Regions from separate parts of the Sus scrofa genome. Here region 1 is linked to region 2. A link is a contact called in public HiChIP or PLAC-seq data. All regions are on one chromosome and are shown on one strand. The core of a region is the stretch at or near the end of the contact, and the rest is flanking DNA. Distances in the headings are between cores, read along the strand shown.

The links. HiChIP or PLAC-seq counts read pairs in DNA pulled down with a chosen protein or histone mark.
Region 1: an H3K27ac HiChIP or PLAC-seq map of alveolar macrophages shows a contact between it and region 2. The contact joins the promoter of TREM1 here to the promoter of NFYA in region 2. A contact is called at or near these places in 1 of 47 Hi-C or Micro-C datasets (epiblast stem cells) and 1 of 2 datasets of contacts at active chromatin or transcription factors (alveolar macrophages).

What each region holds. Positions count from the first base shown.
Region 1 is chr7:36,529,457-36,533,934 of Sscrofa11.1, reverse strand. It overlaps TREM1 (triggering receptor expressed on myeloid cells 1), which reads left to right and starts at 2,139. Exons shown (of 4, transcript NM_213756.1): 1 at 2,139-2,246. The coding sequence starts at 2,198.
Region 2 is chr7:36,385,449-36,390,233 of Sscrofa11.1, reverse strand. It overlaps NFYA (nuclear transcription factor Y subunit alpha), which reads right to left and starts at 3,519. Exons shown (of 10, transcript NM_001243295.1): 1 at 3,405-3,519. OARD1 (O-acetyl-ADP-ribose deacetylase 1) reads left to right here and starts at 3,826. Exons shown (of 6, transcript XM_005665959.3): 1 at 3,826-3,962; 2 at 4,784-4,785.

The sequences.
Region 1 (4,478 bases), core at 890-3,389, 150 kb before region 2:
GCAATGAGGGATCCTTAACCCACTGAGGGAGGCCAGGGATCGAACTTGTGTCCTCACAGATATTAGTCAGATTGGTTTCTGCTGAGCCACAACAGGAACTCCCTTGTTTTTATCTTTTGCTTTTTCAGTTTGCAGACACGATAGCACCTTTTTGCTGTTTTCATACTTGAAGAGCATTCGGCTTGAGTATAAAATTCTAGAGGCAAGGTTTTCTTTATACATTCTCCCACTGTATTTGCTACTCAGAAAAGAAATTTGACTCCTGCTCATTTCAACCTTTTTGAAGGAATCAAGTTTTTTTTTTCTTTCTTTTTTTCCTGTTTGTTTAGCAGCAAGAGTGTTAACGAAAACTTTTTCAACACGGGAACTTTATAGTCTTGGTTTCACTTCATGAATTTTTCCTTGCCCAGGTTGAATTCTCTCAACCTCCAATTTCAGATTGCTTTTCAGATCTAGAGAATGTTTTTTTTTTGTTTGTTTTTTTTAAGTTTCTCTCTCTCTCTCTCTTTTTGCCACCCCTGGCATATGGACTTCCCAGGCCAGGGATCAGATCTGAGCTACAGCTGCAACCTAAGTGGATCCCTAACCCCCTGTGCCAGGCCCGGGATCAAACCTGCTTCCCAGGGCTCCCAAGATGCTGTCCCATCCTGTTGCACCAGAGCAGGAACTCCTAAAGTTTTTATTAAAATATAGTTGATTTACAATGTTGTGTTAGTTTCTGGTGGACAGCAAAGTGATTCAGAATATATGCATAGTCTTTTTTGTATTCTTTTCCATTATAGTTTATAACAGAATATTGACTATAGTTACCTGTGCTATGTAGTAGGACCTTGTCATTGATTTATTTTATGTGTAGTAGTTTGTATCTGCTAATCCCAAACTCCTAATTTATCCCTTCCTCCTCCTTTCCTCTTTGGTAAGTTTGTTTTCTACATCTGTGAGTCTGTTTCTGTTTTGTAAATATGTCCATTTGCATCACTTTTTAGATTTCAGGTATAAGTGATATCATAGGGTATTTGTCTTCCTCTGTCTGGCTGGCTTCACTTAGTGTAATAATCTCTAGGTCCATCCATGTTGCTGCAAATGACATCATTTTATCCTTTTTTATGGCTAAGTAATATTCCATTTTATATGTACACCATATCTTTTTTATCCATTCATCTTTCAATGGACATAGGTAGTTTCCAGGTCTTGGTGATTGTAAACAGTGCCGCAGTCAACACTGGGATGCATGGATATTGGAAAAAAAATTTTTTAATATATATTTTAACTTCATTTATGATCCACTGTCCCATGTTAAATTTCAAAAATATCCCTTATTAGTACATTATTTGTAGGTTGGATATCCATGATTTGTCCTTCACCATTTTTGAGCTCTTTGAAATGTCCTTATAGATTTTACATTTGGAAGTATTTCTGAAGTGAATCTTCTCCGTGACTGATTTTTTACCCTGTCGAATCTGCCTTTGATTGCTTCTAGTATGGAAGCTGCTGGATTTTTTTTTTTATTCCCTATGCCACAGCTACAGCAACACCACAGCAACCAGATCTGAGCCGTGCACAGGCCAGCAGCTGTAGCTCTGATTCAACCCCTAGCCTGTGGACCTCCATATGCCAGGGTGTGGCCCTGGAAAGCAAAAGAAAAAGCCAAGGGGAGCAGGGTGCAGCTGAGGACAGAATGCAGAAACAACACCCATGTTAGGTACAGTGCTGAGCGCTTTCCATGGGGCCCTCACCTAGTTCTCACAAAACCCCTAAAAATGAGGGCTTTTTATTCCAACCTCTGGCTCTGTGCATCTGGCACGCTTACCTGCACTGAACTGGATGGGAGCAGAGGGTGGGCCTCAGGAGAGCAAGGTGGGCTTCTGATCCCCGGATAACATTAACTCCTTACTCTGTTTACCCAGAAGTAGTGTTCTCACTAAGAGGTTGCTTGAAAAGAATCATTGTTATTATCCCCCAAGAACAGGAAACTGGGGTTTGGAGAAACTTCCTGGAGACTTGAGCCCTGTCTCGGATCCACGTTTGTTGTCTCTGACGTCTGGGGCCAAGGCAACTAGTGATGACAGAGCATCCAACCCAACACCTCCGAGAAGTGGCGTAATATCCTATTGCATAACTTTCTGGAGCTTCTAGTTAGAGTGTTCCTCACAGCTGTCCCATGAGGCGGGGGCAGTTGGGGCTGGTGCGCGTGACGATGAGGAGCGCTAGGCTCGGGAGGCTGCTTTGGATGCTCTTCATCACAGGTAAGATCGGCAAGAGATGCGAGCAGGTGAGGCTTCTTCCCTGGACCTGGGGTTGGGGAATCCCACCACAAGAAAGGTCTTTACTTCAGAGGCTCCAGGGCATGTGGCCACCCAAGGCGGCACCAAACCAGTGGGTATGCCAGGCCGGGTGCCCCAGCTTTACAGAATCAGGACTCACAGGGCCTGAGAACAGAACTAAAAGGGGGTAAGTTAGGGAAACAGGAGGTTGGTGCTTTTCCATGTCCTCGGGGACATGCAAACCCCTGGGTGGGAAAATAATGATGGAGTAAATCTCCACTTGACATGATCTAAAGGAGTTTTATTTGAGTTTTAAGTTATTTATTTATTTGTCTTTTTAGGGCTGCACTTGTGGCATACAGACATTTCTAGGCTAGGGGTCAAATTAGAGCTTACACCACAGCCACAGCAATGCCAGATTCTTAACCCACTGAGAGGGGCCAGGGATTGAACCCACTTCCTCATGGATACTAGTCGGGTTGGTTACCACTGAGCCACAACAGAAACTCCAAGTTTGAAGGTTTTCTTCCCCTTAGAGTCCTTCTTGGTTCTTCCGATGTTCACAGGCTGTTAAACCCCAAAGACATAGTTCATTCAATGGATGTTCCCCAGGGGCCAGCCAGGGGCCACGAAATATGTTATTGGCAAAAGGACACAGACGGGAACCAAAAAATGGGCCCATTTTCATGGAGGCCGTGATCCTGGGTCCACTGTCTGCTGGCCTTGCAGGGCTCTGTCACCCAGGCTCGGCAGGGCTGTTCCGTCTCTGGCCCTCACCTCTGACTGAACAGCTCACGCCTTCTCTAAAAATGCAAGCATTTGGGGGAGTTCGAGTTGTGGTTCAGTGGGGTAAGAACCCGACTTGTATCCATGAGGATTCAGGTTCCATCCCTGGACTTGCTCAGCCGGTTAAGGATCTGGCGTTGCTGTGGCTGTGGTGTAGGCCGGCAGCTACAGCTCCAATTCAACCCCTAACCTGGGAACTTCCATATGTCACAGGTATGGCCCTAAAGAAAAAAAAAAAAAAAAAAAAAAAAAAAACGGAAGCATTTGAAACTTGTGTTGCTCCTGCTTCTAATCCTTGCGAAGACACTGGGGAAATGATCAGAGAAAGGAAAAATGTCAACAGGGAGTGAAGAGAAAACTTTGCTTTGGAAGGACACAAAGATTCCAGGGAGAGGGTGTTTTCCGGGGAGCCCACTGCCTTGAGCAAGGTCACAGATGATCATCTGGCAAAGCCCGCACACCGATGCTGCTTATGGTCTCTCAGGAGCCGGGGCAGTAATCCAGATGGACACACAGGAGTTTGGGTCTCAGGGACCAGTGCATTTCCTCATGTCTTATTCATGTTCTTCCAAAGGAGCACTGGAAGATGATGGAAGGTTGACGACTGAGAGAAAACCAGTGGCTTTTTTTTTTGCTTTTGTTTTTTTCCCACAGTGTCCTGAGGGGGTAGGTTAGGGGTAACATAAAACTCCTTCTAGCTCCCGTATCCCAAAGGAATGGTTAGGCAGCTCTTCACACCAGGGCTGGCACAGCTCGAATTCCAGGCAGGCAGCTGCCTGGCCCATCTGGCTCAGAGGTTTAGAGCTGACCCTAGGGTCAGACTAATAGGGCTAGAATCCTGGGTGCACCCCTTTCTTCTATGGGACCTTGGGAAAATCACTTAACGACCTCTGCGTTATTAAATAACCTTTCTGTGCCCCAATTTCCTTAGCTCTCAACTGGGAATAACAGTGGTGTCAACCTTAAAAGTTATGAAGATTCAGGGAGATCGTATTTTAAACACTTAGCAATAAAAGGTATTTGCTATTCCTCTTCTCCTTTCTTTTTGGCTCTGCCCAAAACACATGGAAGTTCCCGAGCCACTGCAGTGACAACGCCAGATCTTTAGCCCCCGGTGCCACAAGGAAACACCTGTTATTTTTTTTTTATTAACATGTGATGAGGAACTCCTTTCTCACAATGGTGCAAAATTGATGCACAGAGAGCACTTCTCCATCAGTTTCTTACTATCTCCTTTCACAAGAGTCAGGCAGGTTTGTGTGCAATCTGTTTCCTGTAGCTTCTACTGTCTTAGTCCATCTTGGCAGCAGTAACAAAATGCCACAGACAGTGTGGCTTACAAACAACAGAAATTTACTTCTTCAAGTTTTGGAGGCTGGAAGTTCAAGGTCAGGGTACCAGTGTGGTTGGGTTTTTCGGAAGGTCCTC
Region 2 (4,785 bases), core at 2,270-4,769:
AAAATGAATCAGCTCCAAACCTAACAGCAATTCTCTGTCACATTAAAGGAGGGACGGATTCAGCTGGGAGCATGATACTGCCACTGCTAATGGTGAAAGCTGTATGCAACCGGCGGACTCTATTGTAAACTTCAGTTCGGAGAACTGCAACATAATCTGACATCATCTCTCCTCAAGTGCTTCTCTGCCCAAGATTATGGAAGAATTAAGTCAGCAGGATTTAGTCTGTCTAGCTGTGGCTCCTAACCCAAAGTTTTTTTCCTCAAAGAGAAAAAGTGTGTGTGTGTGTGTGTGTGTGTGTGTGTGTGTGTGTGTGTGTGTTTATTCTGGTTAGCAAGAAAATTTCTTTCTCCTACTTCAAGGTGCAGAACCTGAAATGTAGCTAACTACTTAGAAACCCATTCAGTGTGGACCCACACACATTTTAAAGCTAAGGCTCAGAAATCCAACCAACCCAGCCATAAGTAAGTGAATTACCATATTTGACAACCACTACCAGGTAGACCAGAACAGTAGCTTTCAAATTTTGACAAGGCTCAGTAAGAAACAAGAAACAAGTTTCATATCACAAATGCACATGCAACATATTAAGTAAAATGAAAAGTCTCAGTCAGGACTTAGAAGTGTAACATAAGATGCACTGTAACATTTTCCAGTCTATCGTAAAAATATTACCAGCACTGGCCCACTAAATTGACTTCACAACTCAACAAAACAGGTCCTGATCTGTTTGATAAAAGGCTAAAAATCAAAGAATTGTTCTGCTTCCCCATCATTCAAAAGGCTTCTGGACTGCAGTTCCTAATTTGCTCCTTAATCTCCACTAGGTGATAGGTGATGTACCACCTATCAGACACTGTCCTGAAGGTTTTAGAAATAAAAGGAAAACTCTGACGAAAATTCTAACTTCAAAGAGTCTTTAAACTTAGTAAAAAGTAAAAGTCTGTAATGAACCCCTGAGAGAGAAACAAAGCAATATGAAGTTTGGATGACAGAATTCTTCCAACTGGGGTAGATAAGAAGGCTTTAGAAAAACATGACATCTGATCTGTCTTAAGCATGAGAAGGCTTTGTCCATGTGATTGGGGTGGAGGGGAATGGAGTACTCCAAATGAAGACAGCATGAAGGGCAGAGAAGTTTCCACATATGAACAGCAGACTAAAAGGCCACATGTTGAGAGAAAGCTAAAGGCCAGATTACTGTCTCTCGAAATTCCAGGCAAAGAAAGTTCTGCGGGCAAGTGGAGTCTCCAGAGTGGTCTACAATGATCAGAGCCTAAGTGTCTCTTAAAGAAGTTCAGCAAAAATAGTTGCTGGTTTTAAAGTGACCAGCTATAACCATTTTTAAGTACCAGGGTATCTATCTAGTCCAAAGGCCAATGTATGTGTTCTAAAATCTAAGCCATAGTACACCATCTATTAATAGTTATTTTAAGAATTAAATAAATTTTTTAAATGATTTAAACAATCAAAAACTCATTCCAGAAAGTGAAAACAAAACCTGTCCCCAAATTTTTAGCAGTGGAGACAGTACTGGGTTAGCTTTCTGAAACCTACCAGTTGGATGACCTGCACATGAGATTATAAAAATGGGCACCATACACAGCCTACTCTATGTGGCAAGCACTGCTGTGCTACATGCTTCTCAAGTCCTGGAAAGGAAATCTCCCTTTCTTCCATCAACATCAGCCACTGCTGTGGAGCAGAACCCCATAAGCCAGAAACTTATTTCTCCAATCCTAGGGAGTTAAAAATGCTCCTGGATTTCTCCTGTCTGGATCGCCACAAAATAACTGCTTCTGAAAAATTCCCTGGCAAGATATACAAGCGTTTTTTTGGTTTGTTTGTTTGTTTTTACCAAATGGGCTTTCCAGCATAAACTCTTCCCCCTCCAACATACAGCAAAGTTTGGAGCGTTGGCACGTGCTTCTTTATGAGCAATGCTCTTCCATTTCTTATCGTCCGAAGAAATCCCATCATCCTTGCCAGTCCAAAGAGTGGCAATGCAGAGCCCTCCGAGGCTGTTGGTAGCTCAACACGTCAGTTGACCACGGAACTGAACTTGGTCCGGTTACAGCACAAAACCGTAAAGTATTAATTACTTGGTCACCTGTCAATCTCCACCAGGCTGGGGAGGTTCCTATCGACCTCCTTACCCACTCTCCTCTCAGCACATACATGGATGCTTGGTACACACCAACTGCTCCATGCTCGGCTGTCAACAGAGATTTTCTCTCACCCTAACGAAAATCCCACAAGACCATTAAGTTTCTATTAACACCAACTGAGAAAACGTCAACATACTAGCAAAAAATCAAACCAAGGGATGGTTGTGGACTGAGCTAATGAGTGAAGCCTGATACATTCAAAGCGACACAGAGAGGTGAAAGAAAAAGGACTGTACTACGTTCCTAAGGGAGCGAGAGTTCACAAGACCAAGCAACAAGAAAAAATGCCAGTGATATAAAAACAAGTTGTGCAGCTTCCGGGAAAAAGAATGCACAGGGCTCGCAATCTTCGAAGACTGAAGTTCCAGGCGCCGAATGGACAGGCCTTACAGCCCGGGCAAGAAAGGCAGACTGCTTGGTTGGGCTCCAAGACGGAGGTGTGCGGTTCTGCCCCGGAGATCCGGGCGGGGAGGAGAGGAAATGACGAGCCTAAAGTGGGTGGTAACGGCGCCTGGCTGGAGACCCGGGCCGAGCTGGGAGGAGGGGCGCAGCCAGACCGGGGAGTGGGCGCACTAACGGATCAAAGGGACGGCGGGGGCGGGCCGGCCCCCCCCTCTCCGCGCCGCACGCAAGGCCCCGTGGCCGGGGCGCGCGTCCTCCCTGGGTCTCCCTCCCGACTCAAGAGGACTGAGATACCCAGACCCGCTTACGGAGAAGTGGGGTGCGCGGGCCCCGCGGGGAGTGATTTCCCTTCCAGGGCTAGAGCGTGGTGAGTGCTAGGGCAGGCTAAAGAGTGAGGCCGAACGACCAGGAGAAAACCGCCGAGGCCCGGGCGCGCGTGTGTGTGTCTGTGTGTATACCTGAGCGTGGGGGCCTTCGTGGCAGTCAAACCCGCCACCCCCGGGCCTGGAGCTTGAGAACCTAGGCCTAAGGGTAGAAACAACCGGGACGCATGGCCAACTGGCCCTGACACCCTGCAAAGGGCTGGACCCCAAGGTGCCTGCTCCCGAGAGCGCCATCCCTGCGCGGGGCAGCCCTCTGCAGGCCTCGGCAGGGAGTACCCCGGAGCGCTTGCAGGCTCCAAGCCGAGGCCGCCAGCAGCCCCGCTCGGTTAGGCTCAGCTCGACTCCCCGGGCTCGACGGGAGCCTGGGCCTCTCCTGAGTGGTCAGCGAGACCCGCCAATCGGGGCGCTGGGGCCGGCTCTGGGCCGCTGGATATTGGCTCCTCACACTCACCGTGCCTCGCTCCCCCGGTTCGCTGCCCGCGCTGATTGGCTCCAGTACCGGACCCCGAAACCCAATCAGAGGCTCCAGCCGCCGCTGCCGCCGCCACTGCCGCTGCCTCGCAAAATGGCGAAGCCGAACAAAGGGGAATCGGGCCTCCCTCCAACTGCCTCCGCGCAGGCGCCTCTGAGACCACGCCCCCTAACCCGAGCTCTGGGCTCGCCCCATCCCCGTTGAGAGAGCACTGCGCAGGCGTACGATGAAGCCACGCCCACTTCCCTAATTAGATTCCTCCCCCGGCCGAAGGAATACGCAGGCGCTCTCTTGACGCGCCGGACCCTTCAACTCAAAACACCGCCCTGAGCACAGGACCACGCAGGCGCTAACCAATTCCTTTGCCAACTGCCCACCCCTTCTATGCGGCCTCTGGAGACACACCCCTGGGACTAATGCGCAAGCGCCGCTCTATCCAACTCGCGGCCGCTATCTCGTTACGCATGCCCGGGCGGCGGCGGGATACTCTACGGAGTTTACCGCCGGAAGTTCGGCGACCAGCACCAAAGAGTGCAGGTCCGGCTAGCTAGCTAGAAGGGCTCGTTTCCGCCCCACTCCCGGGTGGTGGGCGGCCATTTTAGGTGCGTGCAATTAAGGACTGTGGTGGGATTGGCTCTACAAGCGGACTAGTCCGCTGGTCCCCACCTACCAGAGCCCTTCCCCGCGGGGCGGGACCTCCTAACGGCGGACTCCTTTCCAGGTGAAGGGTACCTGGTACGTTGGAGCTTTGAACGAGGCTCCCCGCTCCCTCCCACGGGACCCCGGACAGGCCATTTGGCCTCGCTGATCCGCCCCAGGGTAGGAGAGAGAATGGGAGGCTTCTCTAAACTTCCCCCGTTTCCCCCCAAAGATAGGGGGGAGCTTTCCTTGAGAGGCCGCCTTCTGTTTTCTCGTGCTCGCTCCCGCTGTATACACGCCCGCCCCCGCCCCCGTCCCGTTTGCTCCCTTGTTGCGGCTTAACGGGACCGTAGCCTTGGCCCACCTTTTTGCTTCTGGGCCACACCCAATGCGGAAATACTTTTGGATCGTGCACCGAAAAGGAGACTGCGAATCCGCCTTGCTCCGCGCTGGCTTGGGGAGAGGAGGAGGCGTGTCTTCGGGCCGCCTTTCTCTCCTGGAAAGCGCGAAACGGGAGCGGAGCCCTGCCGCCCCCCAACCCAGGCGTCCGCTTCTCTTTCTTGCCCAGAAGAGTTTTGCATTACTTTTTGAAGGCTGAACGAACTCCCATTCAGCGATAGGTGGGGGGCAGAAAAGTTAGTAAGTGGGTGGTCGGGGCAGTCTGAATGTAATATATTCAGGTTGCCTAAGCATTTTCACTTCCTTTCCCCTTCTTATAGCT